Regions from separate parts of the Mus musculus genome. Here regions 1 and 3 are each linked to region 2. The links are chromatin contacts, called in public Hi-C maps. All regions are on one chromosome and are shown on one strand. Each heading gives the region's core, a stretch centred on a gene start, on an enhancer-like site or on the middle of the called end of the contact. The rest is flanking DNA. Distances are from core to core; before and after follow the strand shown.

Region 1 (4,923 bases), core at 654-3,153, 220 kb before region 2:
TACCCTTCTATAAAGTTCAGAAAAGGTGTATCTTTTTTTGTGAGAGTGGGTAGGCTTTACTTCATGGCCTTGCTAATTCAGAGCACTACAGACTACCACTTGAGATATGCCTCTAGCAGAAAATGGATGGCTTAGTGTGGGGGCGGGGGGGAGGGAGAGGGAGAGACAGACAGACAGGCACTCATTAGCCTTAAACTGGTAAGGTTTGAGGCTTAAATAATCATCCTGCCTGTCATGTGTATGTATATATGTATATGTCTGCAGACACAGACACACACACAGCACAAATTACAAGTCCCTAACTTTTTTTGTTTTGCAAGATAAGTTTCTCTGTTTTGCCCTCGCTTTCCTAGAACTTGCTATGGAGACCAGGCTTGCCTTGAACTCAGCGATCTGCCTAATTCTGCCTATTGATTCCTGGTATTAAAGGCCTGCACCACTATGCCTGTCTCATTAACTTTATTATTTTTTTTTAAAGTGTGTGCATGTGTGTGCTTGTGTGTGTGTGTGTGTGTGTGTGTCTGGGTCTGAGTCTACAGAGGTCAGAGGTGCTAAGTTCCTCTGGAACAGGGTTACAGGTGGTTGTGAGCGACCTGAAATGGGTGCTGGAAACCAAACTTAGGTCCTCTACAAGAGCAGTGTGTGCTCTTAACAGCTGAGCCATCTCTCCATCCCCACGAACATGGCTTTTTAGGTCTCATGCCCACATATGTGTATTAGTCATCTAAGTTACGGATAAACATAACTTTAAAAAATAAGCATGGAATAGAATGGGACAGGTAAAATTGCATGGATTTAATATCTCTGCAATTCTCAGATATGTTGTAGCCTCTGTCTGCCTTGATCATTTATTTAGTTGTCTCATAGTTTCCTAATTGCTACTGTTTGATCTTGGAGACAGTTACTCCCTTCTCACCAGAGAGAAGATAAGAGAAATGAGGGCCTGAGCTGTCTTTCACTTTCCATCTGTAGGCCTTTTCTTTCCAGTCCGATCTCAGCGGAAGAAATTTCCCCTTCTAGCTCAAGGCAACTTCTCCACTTCTGCTTAGAAATGCTTATTATTTAAAGCCCTTGTTCTAATTTTAGGTTCTTTAACAGTTGTAAAATGAATTTCTTATATTGCTCACCCTGTTCCCCTTATTGCTAATGTCTTACATAACTGTAATTATCAAGAGCAAATAATCAACATTAGTATAACATTATTGATAAGCTACCCTTGTTGAAATTAGCCTAAATTTTTAACTACTATTTTTCAATTATAGGATCCTGTCTAGGAAGGAACCTGCACTGAATTTAGTTCCGGTTCCATACTTTTCTCCTCTTCCTTTCCCCTTTCCCCTTTCCCCTTTCCTTTCCTTTTTGAGGTAGGGTCTCAATATATAGCTCTAACTGTCCTGAAACTCACTTAGTAGATCAGGCTGGTCTCAAACTCACTGAGATGTCCCTACCTCTGCCTCCCGAATGCTGTGATTAATGGTGTGTGCCACTATGTCCAGCTTCCATAGTCTTTTCTACTCTGTAAATTTCCTTTGTTTGTCATGAAAATTATACTTTTTGACAAGTATAATCAGATAGTTTATAGACTGTGCCTTAGTGACTGTTCTATTGCTATGAAGAGACACTGTGACAAAGGCATCTATTCATCCATCTATAAATAAAAGAAAGCATTAATTGTGGCCTTGCTTCAGCTTCACAGGGAGGTCATTATCATCACGGGGGCGGGGGGCATGGCAGCACTCAGGTGGATAGGGTGCTGGAGAGGTAGCTCGGAGTTCTGTGGGGGGAGAGAACATGCTCAGGCGCACACATGCTCATGTGTGTGCATGCATACTGGGTCTGGCATGGGCCTTTGAAACCCAAACCCAGTGAAACACTTCCTCCAACAAGGCCACACCTCCCAAGTCTTCTCCAATAGTGCAGCTCCCTGATGACTAGACATTCAAATCTATGAGCCTCTGGAGGCTCTTCATAGTCACGTCACCCCAGACGGTCTCTTCATTTGTGTTTATTTTGCTTTCATGATTAGTTCAGGCCCACACATTTTTAGCAAGAATACCACGAAAACAATATATCTCATTTGTCATAGTTCCTTGGTCTCTTTGAGTTTGAATGCTGAATTTTTCCACTCTGAAGTTACTGTTTTTTTTTTTTTCTTTTAGTTGGTAAGTATATTGTGGGAAAATCTGGAAAACCAACCTTGATCCATTTTTTCTCAAAAATTGGCCTTCTAATTTTAGCATCTATCAAGTGGGTGTGGTCTGCAATGTTTGTGGTGTTAACCTGATGATCCTGTTTCCCGTTCTCTTTCTCAATCTGCGACCCCCTTTGAAGATAAAAGTCTCACTGTGTATCCCAGAAACTCAAGATGTAGCCAAAACTGGCCTCAGACTTGAGGAACTGGTGCCTCCGCCCGCCAGTTGTATCATTGGATGGATGGTGTATGAGCACAGTTGGGTGCCAGCTTGCTGTGCATTCTCAGAACCCCCAGAGGAGGCTTTCAGAGCTCTGCTCACCCACTCTCCACTTCATCCCTTTGCGACTGATTCCTACTTATTGAGCTTGAAGCTGGCCTGGAGGCCAGGACGCTTCAGCAATCCTTGCCTCCCCAACGCAACATGACCATGCCCAGCTTTTTATGTGGGTGCTGGGGTTGGACCTCAGGTTTGCACAGCAAGGCTTTAAACCCATTGTGCCATCTCACCATCTGCTTCCGTTCGTATTTTCAGTTCCGAGGGTCTTTTCCCCATTTACTTATTTATTTGCGAATGTTGTTAAGGGCTGGCTCCTGTTAGTCTGTTTCCTTAAATGCTGTTTTGTTGCTGTTACTCAATTTAAGCCAACTTTAGCAACTAGTGGCTCCTTCAGCTCACACCTGTTTTCTTTGGATGTGTTCCCATTCTTTTTGGAAATTTTCCTTATTTTTCTGACTAGATGATATTGTAGTCTCTTCTGTTTTTCTTGACTCATCCTTAGAGTGAAATGTTTGTCCCCGAATCTTTATTCTTTTCATTGGAGAATGCTGTTTAGAGACCAAGACTTAGGGCGCAAGTATACTTAGTCTTTCTAGACTCCTCAGTACAGAGAGAACCTAACGCCCGTATATGCAGACATATTAAAAGTTTGATTCCAGGTCAACCTCACAGGGTTTGTGTTAGCATTTTCCTCTCTTATAACTTCCCTGTGACAGTTTGAAATGAAGTTCCCAATATCTATATTTTCTTGTATTCCTTTTTTCCTTTTACACAGATTTTCATTTAACCTTTAGGTAGCCTCCTGCTGTGCACAGCTGAGTCTGATCTTGAAGTGCTGCCCCTCCTGCTTCTCCCACGTGTGGGGTACACATTTGCTTCGTGACCATCTGTCCACTCCATTTGATTTTCTTTTCTTCTCTGCTTGCTTAGTTATCTGTCTACTACACAGATTGACTTCTTAGTATTTCTGTTTTTCAGTTTCTACTCACCCTGTTAGTTATAGTTTTCATTAAAATTATTTTCAAGGGTATGTGAGCATTATTATGACTCTAAGAGTCAGAGTTAGTTTTAAAACTGTAGCTAGAGGTGTCAGTACCTCACCATCCTCCCAACTCCTCATGCCACCATTTTCTCACTGCCCCTGTAGAGGAACCATCTACCTTGTTTCCGAGTTATGCTTCCTGCCCAGTTTCTTATGTTCCTTCTTAGATAGAGGTAGCAAAATGAGCTTGTCAGACTTTTTTTTCAGTGAGCAGTTTCAAGGTTTCAGACATGTCCAACCTATGGCTTGTGAGCTACATGGGCCACGGGTAGCTATAAATGTGGCTCAGCACAAAACTGTAAACTTAGGACATCATGACACTTTTTTTCTAAACTTAGCTATAAGGTTCTTGAGCATGAAGCTTGTGAATGGCAACACTTCACAGTGTCAAAAGTTGAACTTGCCTGGTTTAGATGTAGTTTAGTCACTTTTGTATGTATAGACATAGATGATTTCCAGTGTTTTATGGTCGTAAAGAATGCTACAGTGTGCATTTACACATTGCTTATTTTATTACTATTTAGTCTTGTTATTACAAATGGGATTTTTTTTCTGTCATTTGGCCTACTGATTGTTGTTACATATTCAGGCTGATTTTGTTTTGAATTCCTTTTATCATCGATTTTTTTAGGGGGACATATACTGCCTATTGTTTGCAAATAGAGATAAAGTTCTTTATTATTACTCTAATTTCTCTTAACTGTTTGGAATGGTCAAGACTTCTAGTATAATGTTGAATAATAGTGGAGATGGCTGAAATTTTTGCCTTATTCTCAATCTTAGTGGAAATGCCTGTTATTTCTTTATTAAATAAGATACAACACATGCTTGTACTAAGATGCTTTCAGTTATATTTCTATTTCTTTGAGTATTTAATTTTGAATGAGTGTTTAATTTTGCCATCTATACTCCATCTCGGTATACTTGGAAAAGACTATGTTTACCCTGTTAAATTTATGAGGATGGTATATATTAATACATTTTTCTAATTGAACCAATCCTGTGCTCTTGGGCTAAATCTCACTCAGCCATTTTGTATCCTCTTCCTCCTCCTCCTCCTCCTCCCCTCCCCTCCTCCCCCTCCCCCTCCTCCTTCCCCTCCCCTCCTCTCCCTCCCCTCCCCCTCCTCCTTCCCCTCCCATCCTCTCCCTCCCCCCTCCTCCCCCTCCTCCTCCTCCTTCCCCTCCCCTTCCCCCTCCCCCTCCTTCTCCCCCTCCTCCTCTTCCCCTCCTCATCCTCCTTCTTTTTTAAAGATTTATTTATTTTATGTATGAGTACACTAGCTGTCTTTAGACACACCAGAAGAAGGCATCAGATCCCATTACAGATGGTTGTGAGCCACCCTGTGGTTGCCGGAAGTTGAACTCAGGACCTCTGGAAGAGCAGTCGGTGCTCTTAACTGCTGAGCTG
Region 2 (4,637 bases), core at 1,658-4,157:
AGATCAGGTCTGAGTGGCCCTTCTTGTAGGGCAGTCTTGCCAGTGTGTAACTAGAGGCTCTCTGTGGGTGGAAAGGCTGAAGCAAGCATCACCTGCCCACAGTCACTTTTCTGAGCTTCCCATTCCCTTCATGAATCACTCACAGACGTTCTAGTCCTTGGCTCATCACAGACATTCTAGTCCTTGGCTCAGGTAGGTTTTACAGAACAGCCACTCGATGGTGTTTCCTCCTAGCAAGCAGGACTCCTAGAGTCGGGATATGCACTTCACACCTTGTGAGGACACAGGGACAGTGTGGGGCTAGAAAGGAGTGGGCAGGGGGGCAGGCCATGCAGCTGGAGTGAGGGACAAAGGGACTCCCAGAGAAGGACTTCACTTGCTTGGAAATTCTGCCCCAAGGACAGCCTTGCTCTGTGGCCGCTGATCAAGAAATGTCAACTTGAGGTCGCTTTAGTCACTGCCATCTGCCAAAGAGGACAAAGGGCAGTCTGTGGTCAGGGAGCCCAAGGCGAGAGGCTGGATGTGGAGAAGGCTAAGTCTGTGATGCACTACTCTCATAAAAATGGCCTTCAGTGAGTGGAGAGGGTTTTCCAAGAGGAGAGGAACCTGATAGACAGGAGGTGAACATCTGCTCTGATTTACCGCAACACACTGACGGGAGGAAAAATGTCTACAGACTAGGATTTCTTGGGTACATTTGCCTTCTAAGAACCCTCACAACCAGAGGGGGACACTGGGCCATCCAAAGATTCTTTGTTTCATGCTGAGAGTTTCCTCAGATGGAAGCTGCCTCTGGGCTTCCTGTTTCAGATGCTGATATAAAATTTGGGGTAGGGGTGGATCCATGGTAGAGCCTGTACTTAGCATACCCAAGGCCCTGGATTCAAATAGCAGCACCCCCAAAACGAAATAAACAAGTACTTTAAATCAGCCAATAAACTTTAAAGTTTAAGTACTTTAAATCACTCCAGAAAGCTGGCTATTCTGAGACGTGTCTAGTTTTGGTTCCCTGGTCACACAGCCTGGTTCCCTGCAGCCTACAAATCACAAAGCCAGTTTCCTTTGTGCAAGGCATTTATTTGCCCGTGAGGGGAAGATTTATAGGAGACGACCACCAGATGGTGTCTTGGTTCTCCTCAAGCAATGTCTTCGAGCTTTGTTCTCGTGCAGCTGACATTGTGGCATTGGGAAGAGCAGTCAGTTCCAGGGGAGATGGTCGGATCCAAGGAGCCACACGTATCTTTTTACTTGATCAGTCTGACAAGACTCCAGGCTCATAAACACAGGCAAGCCATGGTCATTGACCAGGAGGTAGTGGAAAAGCAGATTTCTTCCCACAGTGGGACGTATCCATTAAAGTCCTATCAGCTCCCGACATGCAGCCCTGACTCAGGGCTAATTGCCCCCCACTGGCATGTTGATGCTGGATTCAGAGCCTTCCAGCTCCTCAGAGTCTGGGCAAACTTGCTGAAGAGGGACTGAGAACTCCTCAATCTTACACCAACCTCAGTGGCTTTCAAAGAGATATTTTTATTTTCTTTCTTCTTTTCTTTTTCTCTTAAGACAGGATTTTGCTGTGTAGCCTGTGCTCCATTTGAACCCCCAGCAGTCCTCCTGGCTCAGCCTCCCAAGTACAGCAATTGTAGGCATGTGCCACACAGCACCCAGATTAATCGTTTTACTTTTTAAAAATTACTTTTCAATAGCTGATAGGCCTTGTTTCTCTTCCAGTGTAAAAACTTAGAAAACTGTTACAAAGAGCGTGATGACTGGGAAGATGTACTTCTTGCTGGCAAACAATTTTACTGCTTTGCTTAAATAGAAGTTAGCCCAGACTGTGGGCCCATTTCTTACTCTGCTTGTGGGTGAAGCAGAGTGGGGGAGCTGTGGCTACTGAAGGAACGTTGGGGAGCCAGCATCTCCTTCCAGATACTTCCAGATGAATACAGGTTTATACTGCAGTAGGGGCAGAGGTAACAGTAACCTTGCAGTTTGAGATTCTGTACTCTCATGAAACAGATCCGCCTGCCTCCTTCAGCTTTACCCACTCTCCTTGGAAGACGACAATGTGCGGATGTTACTACCAGTTTTATGACCCGACCTGTGTGCACAAGAGCGCACATGCTGAACGTTAAGGTGGAAGAAGCCTTGTTCTCACCATTTTCCCTTCCCTTCGCAGGTCTCTATTGAAGTCCCATTTCCATCTTTCAGGGTTTGTCTCAGGACATGGCGATGTGCCAGGCATAGTTAGTGTGACCAGCATGTCTCTTACTCTAACCATATACTGAGGACAAGTCTGTGGCTTCTCGGGGGCCCAGCATTTCCTGGCATGTGTGTTGTGAAGCTGTCTATAGTCTCTGGTTCTCCTTGAAATGTCCAGCTAGAGACTCAAAGCCTCTGTAGGAAGCCAGCGAACACAACCACAAATCTATCGGCGGGGGGTGGGGTGGGGGTGGGGGTGTTGGGAGGAAGCCACGCCCAGTTTATTTCCAAACATGGGCATGGGGCTGGCTGTCTGAGGCTTCCCCGGAGTCTTATAAAGTGGGTTTGAGTTGGTGACAATAACTGTCTCTTTCATTGGTTAAGAAAACTCGTGCTGGTGTGGCAAGCAGCTACTTAATTCTTTTGAGTGCATGTCCTATCTCCTCAGAAGGGGAGAGATGGCAGGAGTCACTGAGAGGACCCCCAGGGTCTCCTGTCAATTGAACAGCAGCTACGGCAGTGTCGTGCCCTTACGAGTCAATCTCACTCGCTAAGCTCTCGGCTCTACCACGTGGAAGTTGTGTGGGTTTGCACCATTTACCACTGGGAACACATTTCCATTCCATTCCCACGCCGGTCAGGCAAAGCTCAGAGGAAATCACGCTTCCCCCTGGAGCGGCTGCAAGCTGATTGTATTGCTGGCTGTGCGCCATCTACTGGTAAGCCGGGGTAAACCCGGCTCTTCAGGAGAACTTGTGCAGCGTCAGGGACAACTGGGACTTTTTCAAAAGATTTCATCTTGCCCTCTGATTTTCACTGAAGGAAATTCAGGGTTAAAGGGGATGACAGGTTTGACTGAGTTCTCACAGTAGTCGTGTCTGGTGGTTAAGGGCAAGCATCCTGGCGTCTTCAAGTCTAAATCTCCGCCTTGGCAGTCAAGAATGAGTGTAACCTTGGGCAAATTTCGAAACTTCTCAGTAATCAGTTTGTTATCTATCCGACGAAGAGCATTGTGCTTGCTACCTCAGGGTTTTAAGGAAGATTAAATTAGGCAGCGCATGTGGAAGTGCTTAGCACTGTGTTTGACCCCCGTGTGAGGCAAACAGTTAGAACATTCTTTATCCTGCAGCTGTTGATTTGTAGTGACGATTTTTCTGAGAGATGGCATGGTCCAAACTAGTTGTTTAGGCATCAGAATAAAAGAATAAAGCACCCCAGATGGCATGAAGAAGGTTACATCAGGGAGACAGTGTTTGGGGGGCCATCGTTGGTTAAGTTCATTGCCAGGGACTAAATCGGTTGAGTGGGTGTGGATAAAGAGGCTGGTAGTGGGGCCGTAAGAAAGTGTCACCTGGCATCATCTACATGTGTCCCAAGAGACCCAGTGTCACCCCCACAGTCTAGACTCCTCTCCGGCTTCCTCTGTTTTTGGAATGGTGGCATTTATAAAGACAACTCTCTCAGAGCTACAAAGACCACACTCCCTAAGGAAACTTGCCTAGTTCCAGTCCTTTGTGCTCTGGCTAGAAGTTCTGTTGACCTGGAATCTGGAAGCAAACACAAACTTCTCCACCCCTGCAGTTCACTAGTAGACATTCTGTGTGGCGGCCCAAGCCAATAAGTGCCTAAGTCAAGCCATAGATGCCCTGGTCTTATGGCACAGAGCCGGGCAGGGATGGATCGGAGGTAGAAAGGGGGACAAGCCAGCTGGCCAATCTGACCTCTCTGTGGGTATGCAGAGGGAGTTGGGAAGTCGGTGGACTTAAATATCATCTGCACTCAGTCTGAAGATGCTCATTATAACCTCAGGTGGTACTTTTATATTATAGGTACTGCTTTCTTTTCTGTTTGTTTTCGGTTTTTGTGATGGGGTCTGATGTAACCCAATGTGGTCTTAATTGTTAGGTAGCTGAGGTTAGCCTTAAACTCCTGATCTCTTGGCCTCTACCTCTAGAGTGCCGGGGCCCTCCCAGGTAGGGTCATAGGCATGCACTACCATACGCAATTTGGCACTATTTTAAAACCGTGGTTCCCCCAGGCACACACTTCGTTTTTTCTTATTGTTTTCCTGTTCGTAGAGTGTATATCACACAGTATCCAATACAACTAGAGCTTTAGACACTTAGGCAGAAATGGGTCAAGAGAGAGATGAACAAGCATACCTTTGAGATCATGCCTCTCTCCCCAACAGTGCTGCATCCTTCAGCAGAAGTGGTTCTGTGCTGGAATATGGAGCACACCAAGGAAGGGGAGAAGGCAGTGAAGGTGAAACACAGGTTCTCAGAGAGGACAAGAGCCAGCTCCACGGCCTGCACGGCAGCACAGGCAATTTTCTCCACTCCTTTCTCCCAGGCCCTGGATCTCCTCATTCAATCCCTTAGTATTTGTTGGGGACACCGTTTGTACCAGGCACCATGCCGAGCGCCGGCAGATAG
Region 3 (4,676 bases), core at 951-3,450, 160 kb before region 2:
GAGCCCTCCTTTAAGCCTTCCTGACATTCAATGATGGTTCAGGCATTCACCACAATGTGTGCACTCTTCCCCACAGTGGAGGTCTACTGCAGGAACTGCTCAGCCATCGAGCCTGACTCACTGGCTTGAACCACTGGCTCTGACTGGCTTTCTTGCTTATTGTTGATACAGAAAGAAGCAGATTAGCTCAAGCAGCTCACTTGTTTAAAACAGTTCTTGTGTGCTGGGGCCACCAAGAATGTGAGATACATGGTTCAAGGTTAATCTGAGGCTGGGAGTGTAGCTAATGGTAGGGAGCTTGTCCAGTGTGCTTGAGGCCCGGATGCTAGAACTCAGCACTAGGAAAGAGAAGGCAAATGGCAGGTATTTAAAGCTAATGCATATGTTGGGGATAGGGTTAAATGTTCAAAATCATCCAATAAAACCATTTAGGGTGCAAATCTAAAAGGTAGGGGTTTGTTTTTAAGAAAGATAAAATTAGTCTTACCTTAAGACTGTTAATTAGCTATGACCATCAAATGCAGGTTTGTTTCATTAGTTTATATTTTAATGACTTAAAAGATGGTGGGGATCAGAGAAGGATAGACTGGATTTTGGATAGAGAGTTCAATAGCAAAAAGAACAATTCACATTTAAAAAAATCAGTTATTCTTGTAAATAAATAAATCAGTTATTCCAAGTCTGAGGTTGATATAACAATAGTTGTTTATACTCTTGCCTAAAATGGTAGCATTCTTGATCACCTAATGTGTGATGCTGAGCACAAAAGTGTGTGATCTACCTACATTTGGATCCTGTGAACATTCCTTTATCCATGTAGCTTATCCATGTCATTTTGATCACCCACTCTCATTCCTTTGGTCTTCCTGGCTACTGTACCTGGCTCCCCTCTCTTCCCCCTCCCCCTCTCCTCACATAGTTCAGGGTCTTGTATACTCTGCACTCTTCCAGAAGTTCCTGCCTCTGGCTATGCTCTCCCACATATCTATAATAAACCTTTTCCTCCACCATACCTAGGAGCAGTCATGTTTCTTCCCTTCCCTTCCCTCCCCTCCCCTCCCCTCCCCTACCTTTCCTATTCCTTTTTACTTCTTTTTTATACTCACCAGGAAGACAGAATATGCAGTATTTGTCGTTCTTAATCTGTCTTGCTTTACTTAACCTAATGGTTAATGTTTTTCCATCCATTTTCCTAAAAATATTATGATCCTATTTTTTTACAGCTGACTAAAATTCCATTGTATATAAGTCCTCCATTTTCTTTATCTGTTGCTGGCCACTTGGTGCTTTATCTCTTCGCTGTTGTCAGTGGTAAAACAATGACTGTGAATGAGCATGGATATAGAGACGCTTCTGTGGTAAGGTTTAGTGTCTTAAGATACTCGTAGCTTTCTTGGGAGCCTTCTGAGCCTCTCTCCAGGAGGGAGTTTTACATTCTGGGGTTTCTCTTTGTATCCATGGCTGTTCTAGAACTCATCTGTAGAACAGGGTGGCCTTGAACTCAGAGACCACCTGCTTCTGCCTCCCGGGTGCTGGGATTAAAGGTGTGTACCACCACACACAGCCATATTAAATTTTTTAATCCATATAAATGTTCTACCTAAGCCAGGTATAGCTGTAATCTCAGCTGCTCAAGAGGCTGAAGCAGGAGGATCATGAGTTCTAGACCAGCATGGGCGATACAGTAAGATGATGACACTCCACCTAAAAAGCCACAGAAACAAACAAACAAACAAAACCCAGTCCCTCCTTTTTCAAAGCAAATACTGGACTAATGAGATGTTTCAGCAGGTGACAGATTTACTCCTGGAGAGCTCCACGGTGTAAGGAGAGAAGTAACTGCTGCGGTTTGTCCTTGGAGTGTTACACATTTGCTCTGGTCTATGTGGACACACACACAGAGATGTTTCAAGTTAAATTTTCTTCTAAGGAAAAAGGAAAATATATACAGCTAGAATATCCTTTTAATAACATGCCTCACCATTTCTCCAAATTAAGTCTCAAACTAGAGTTCTATTTTCCGAGTACAGCCAGGGCCTGTGATTCCCGGGTTGCTGCAAAGCCTGGTGACCAGTTGTGTGCTAAGGGAGAAAGTGAGCTAACGCAAGCACGGGCTACCTCCGTCGTCCTTACACGACAAAGGAGGAAGACGCTATGTGCTCATGGGTAGTGTTTCCAGCTTGGGGCTAAATGCCTTCCACATTACTGTGTTTTCTTCTAAATCCAAGTAAAGGGGAAGTGTTTTGTGGTTGTGGTATTGCCTCCCCCTCCCTTCAGAATCAGACAAAAATGTCCATGAACTATGAGCAAAGAGAACTGTGAATTGAGGGTTGATTTTGAAATTAGACTTATCTAAATCTGCCTTACCCAGAACTGCTTAGAGCAGTTTGAGAAGATGAGTGGAGATGGCCTGAGCTGCAGGACAGCCACATCAGGCTGACCAGGTTACTTACCAGTTGCACTCCTATTTCCAACAAAGTAATGTGCTCTAAGGGCAGATGCTTGGTTGATAGGTTTAGGGATTTGGTGTTTGGGTTTTAGAGACAGTGTCTCATGTAGCCCAGGCTAGTTAGCCTTGAACTCACAGTATAGCTGAGAGTTACCTTGAGTTTCTAACTCTCCTCCTATCCCCACTACTTAAATGTTAGGACTTCATAGGCATGTATGTCTTCTGATTCTTCCTGGTTAGAAGTAGCCAGTTTATGTGCAGGGTAGAGTTGGAGTTTCAGGTTTCTGGTGGATATGGTAGAATGTAATAAATAGAACTGTCTTCTACTTTCAAGAGGACTTGCCTACAAATGTGTGTGCTTCTAATCCATGGTGCTGCACTATTCTATAAATGGTGGTGGTGTCTGTGGGCTTCTCAGCTCCACATTTCACTGATACTGCTAGCCTTGAGCATCTTCCAAGTTGGTTTGCCAGATGTTGTAATTTTGTGTTGTATATAAGAGGTCAGTTTGAGGTTAGAAATGGGGTACTACTGTCCTAGACTAAATCTTAATAGTTTCTGTCTCTTGGATTAGTTATATTTTGAGAAGAGTTCGGAGTAAAATCTCAAGATAATAGCAGTGTTTGAGTTGAACTCTGCTTCTTGGGAGCTTTCTGGGTTCTTGTCGTAACTTGGCACTTTGCTCCTGTCAGAACTTGTCTGTGCTTTGTTATGTGTGGTCAAAACAACTACTTGATAAGGGTGATTTAAAAAAAAAAATCTTAAACTTAAAAAGCATTCTGGTTTTCTGTCCTCTTAAACTAAAAATCCAGATTTTTCTCTTTGTGGAACTGCATTGAACCCTTGGCTTACACATGCTAAGCAGGTACTCGGAATGAGCTTTGCCCAGCCCTTCCTCCTCCTTAAAGCTGAGCATGTTACTGCTTGCAGTTTTTAAAAGAATTTATAAATTTCATTAAAACATTTCTCCTAGGTAAATGAGATCAGAATTTTGTAATTTAGACTCATAATTTTTCTTAAAATTTAGTTTTCCATGATGTCCATAATACATTGCTTTATTTAAGAAAACAGTTTTGTGAATAGTGGTGACTGTGAATGGGCCTTTGCTTTCAGTCAGTTCTATATTACACAGTGTCCAAATGCCAGAGCACAAGGCTTTCTGCTCCCTGGGTGACTCTGTCCACTCTTGTCTCTATTTTGTCACTAGCTCAGGGAGCGGTGTGGTCTGATCGAGACCTTTAAAGAGTTAACTTCCCATAATACCCGCCTACACTCCCAACACTGTCCTTCTGCATCCAGGAGCACCTGAGTGGTTAGAACTGACTCTGTACAGGTCAGGAATGAAGACATGGTGTGAGAGGGATTCTGTTCACTGTTTTCTGGACCATTTCTGGGAAATGTCTGCTTTAGCCTGTCTCTGGACCTCAGTGTATCCAGTGCTCTCAAGCCCATGGCCATCAAACTCGTCTAGAGGACTGCTGCTTACTCACCTAGCTTCTTTTGAAAACTAGCTTTAAGAACTCAGGTGTTCGTGCGAATGACATACATGGCTTCATTTCCCTAACAACTTTCATATTTCTTCCTTCCCATCTGTCCCCTCCCCATGTCACCAGACCCTTCTTCAGTACAGCATTTGGTTGTATTGCACTGCTACTGGCTTTAGTTACCCTCACAGAAACACCCCATGGATGAATCTAAAGTGCCCGGCATTTAGTCAGTGGTCACTGCTCTGTGAGAAGTCTGTAAATGGAGAACACTTGTTACAAGGATTTTGTATAGTATATATTTTTATCTATGTAATACACAATTTTGTTGTTTTAGAGAGTGCTTACTGCTCTAGGATCAGTGGGCCCTGGAAGGATAGAACTGATACGTGAGGGAAACTTAAGTCTCATGCAATAGCCAGCTTTATTCAGAGCATCTGGCAATTTATACTCTGAAGGTCAAGATGAGTCACGTGAGTAAAGTGTCCAATCATAAGGGCAAGCCACAAGGGGCAAAACATTTTTCCATAGAGGCATATAAGCAAATAATAATAGCCAGTTGTGATGAATAACTTGAAGTAAATTCACTCCTATCTGATACCCTGAAGGGGCACAAAAGCATAATATAAGAACAGTTCTGTGTTTTTGAAGAAACTGAGGTCACAAGACTCTTGTCTTCGTTTCTTGGAGATCAACGAGGCAGTGCCTTATTAGCTTTCTACCCCCACTTCCCTAATTGAATC

The links. A called contact is a pair of places that touch in the nucleus more often than the background predicts.
Region 1: a contact with region 2 is called in a Hi-C map of bone marrow-derived macrophages, with 28 read pairs. The contact joins two enhancer-like sites. A contact is called at or near these places in 1 of 15 datasets of contacts at CTCF or cohesin (CD8 T cells), 2 of 484 Hi-C or Micro-C datasets (bone marrow-derived macrophages and embryonic cerebral cortex), 14 of 115 datasets of contacts at active chromatin or transcription factors (acute myeloid leukemia, bone marrow-derived dendritic cells, bone marrow-derived macrophages and 10 more) and 4 of 9 other capture datasets (adipose tissue, embryonic stem cells, liver and 1 more).
Region 3: a Hi-C map of bone marrow-derived macrophages shows a contact between it and region 2, with 33 read pairs. The contact joins two enhancer-like sites. A contact is called at or near these places in 3 of 484 Hi-C or Micro-C datasets (bone marrow-derived macrophages, embryonic fibroblasts and spermatogonial stem cells), 17 of 115 datasets of contacts at active chromatin or transcription factors (acute myeloid leukemia, bone marrow-derived macrophages, cardiomyocytes and 13 more) and 1 of 9 other capture datasets (embryonic stem cells).

Annotation. Positions count from the first base shown.
Region 1 is chr3:84,566,706-84,571,628 of GRCm38.p6, reverse strand. The region is part of intron 1 of Arfip1 (ADP-ribosylation factor interacting protein 1); the gene reads left to right. Among named protein-coding and RNA genes, the nearest start is that of Gm35410, 13 kb to the left of the region's middle. Within about 2 kb of position 1,903, at least 29 of the 459 cell types and tissues checked have an H3K27ac peak or open chromatin away from gene starts, as enhancers often do. A contact at or near this core is called in bone marrow-derived macrophages, where this site is marked.
Region 2 is chr3:84,343,416-84,348,052 of GRCm38.p6, reverse strand. No RefSeq gene overlaps it. Among named protein-coding and RNA genes, the nearest start is that of 4930565D16Rik, 34 kb to the left of the region's middle. Within about 2 kb of position 2,907, at least 96 of the 459 cell types and tissues checked have an H3K27ac peak or open chromatin away from gene starts, as enhancers often do. A contact at or near this core is called in bone marrow-derived macrophages, where this site is marked.
Region 3 is chr3:84,502,030-84,506,705 of GRCm38.p6, reverse strand. The region is part of intron 8 of Arfip1 (ADP-ribosylation factor interacting protein 1); the gene reads left to right. Among named protein-coding and RNA genes, the nearest start is that of Fhdc1, 25 kb to the right of the region's middle. Within about 2 kb of position 2,200, at least 36 of the 459 cell types and tissues checked have an H3K27ac peak or open chromatin away from gene starts, as enhancers often do. A contact at or near this core is called in bone marrow-derived macrophages, where this site is marked.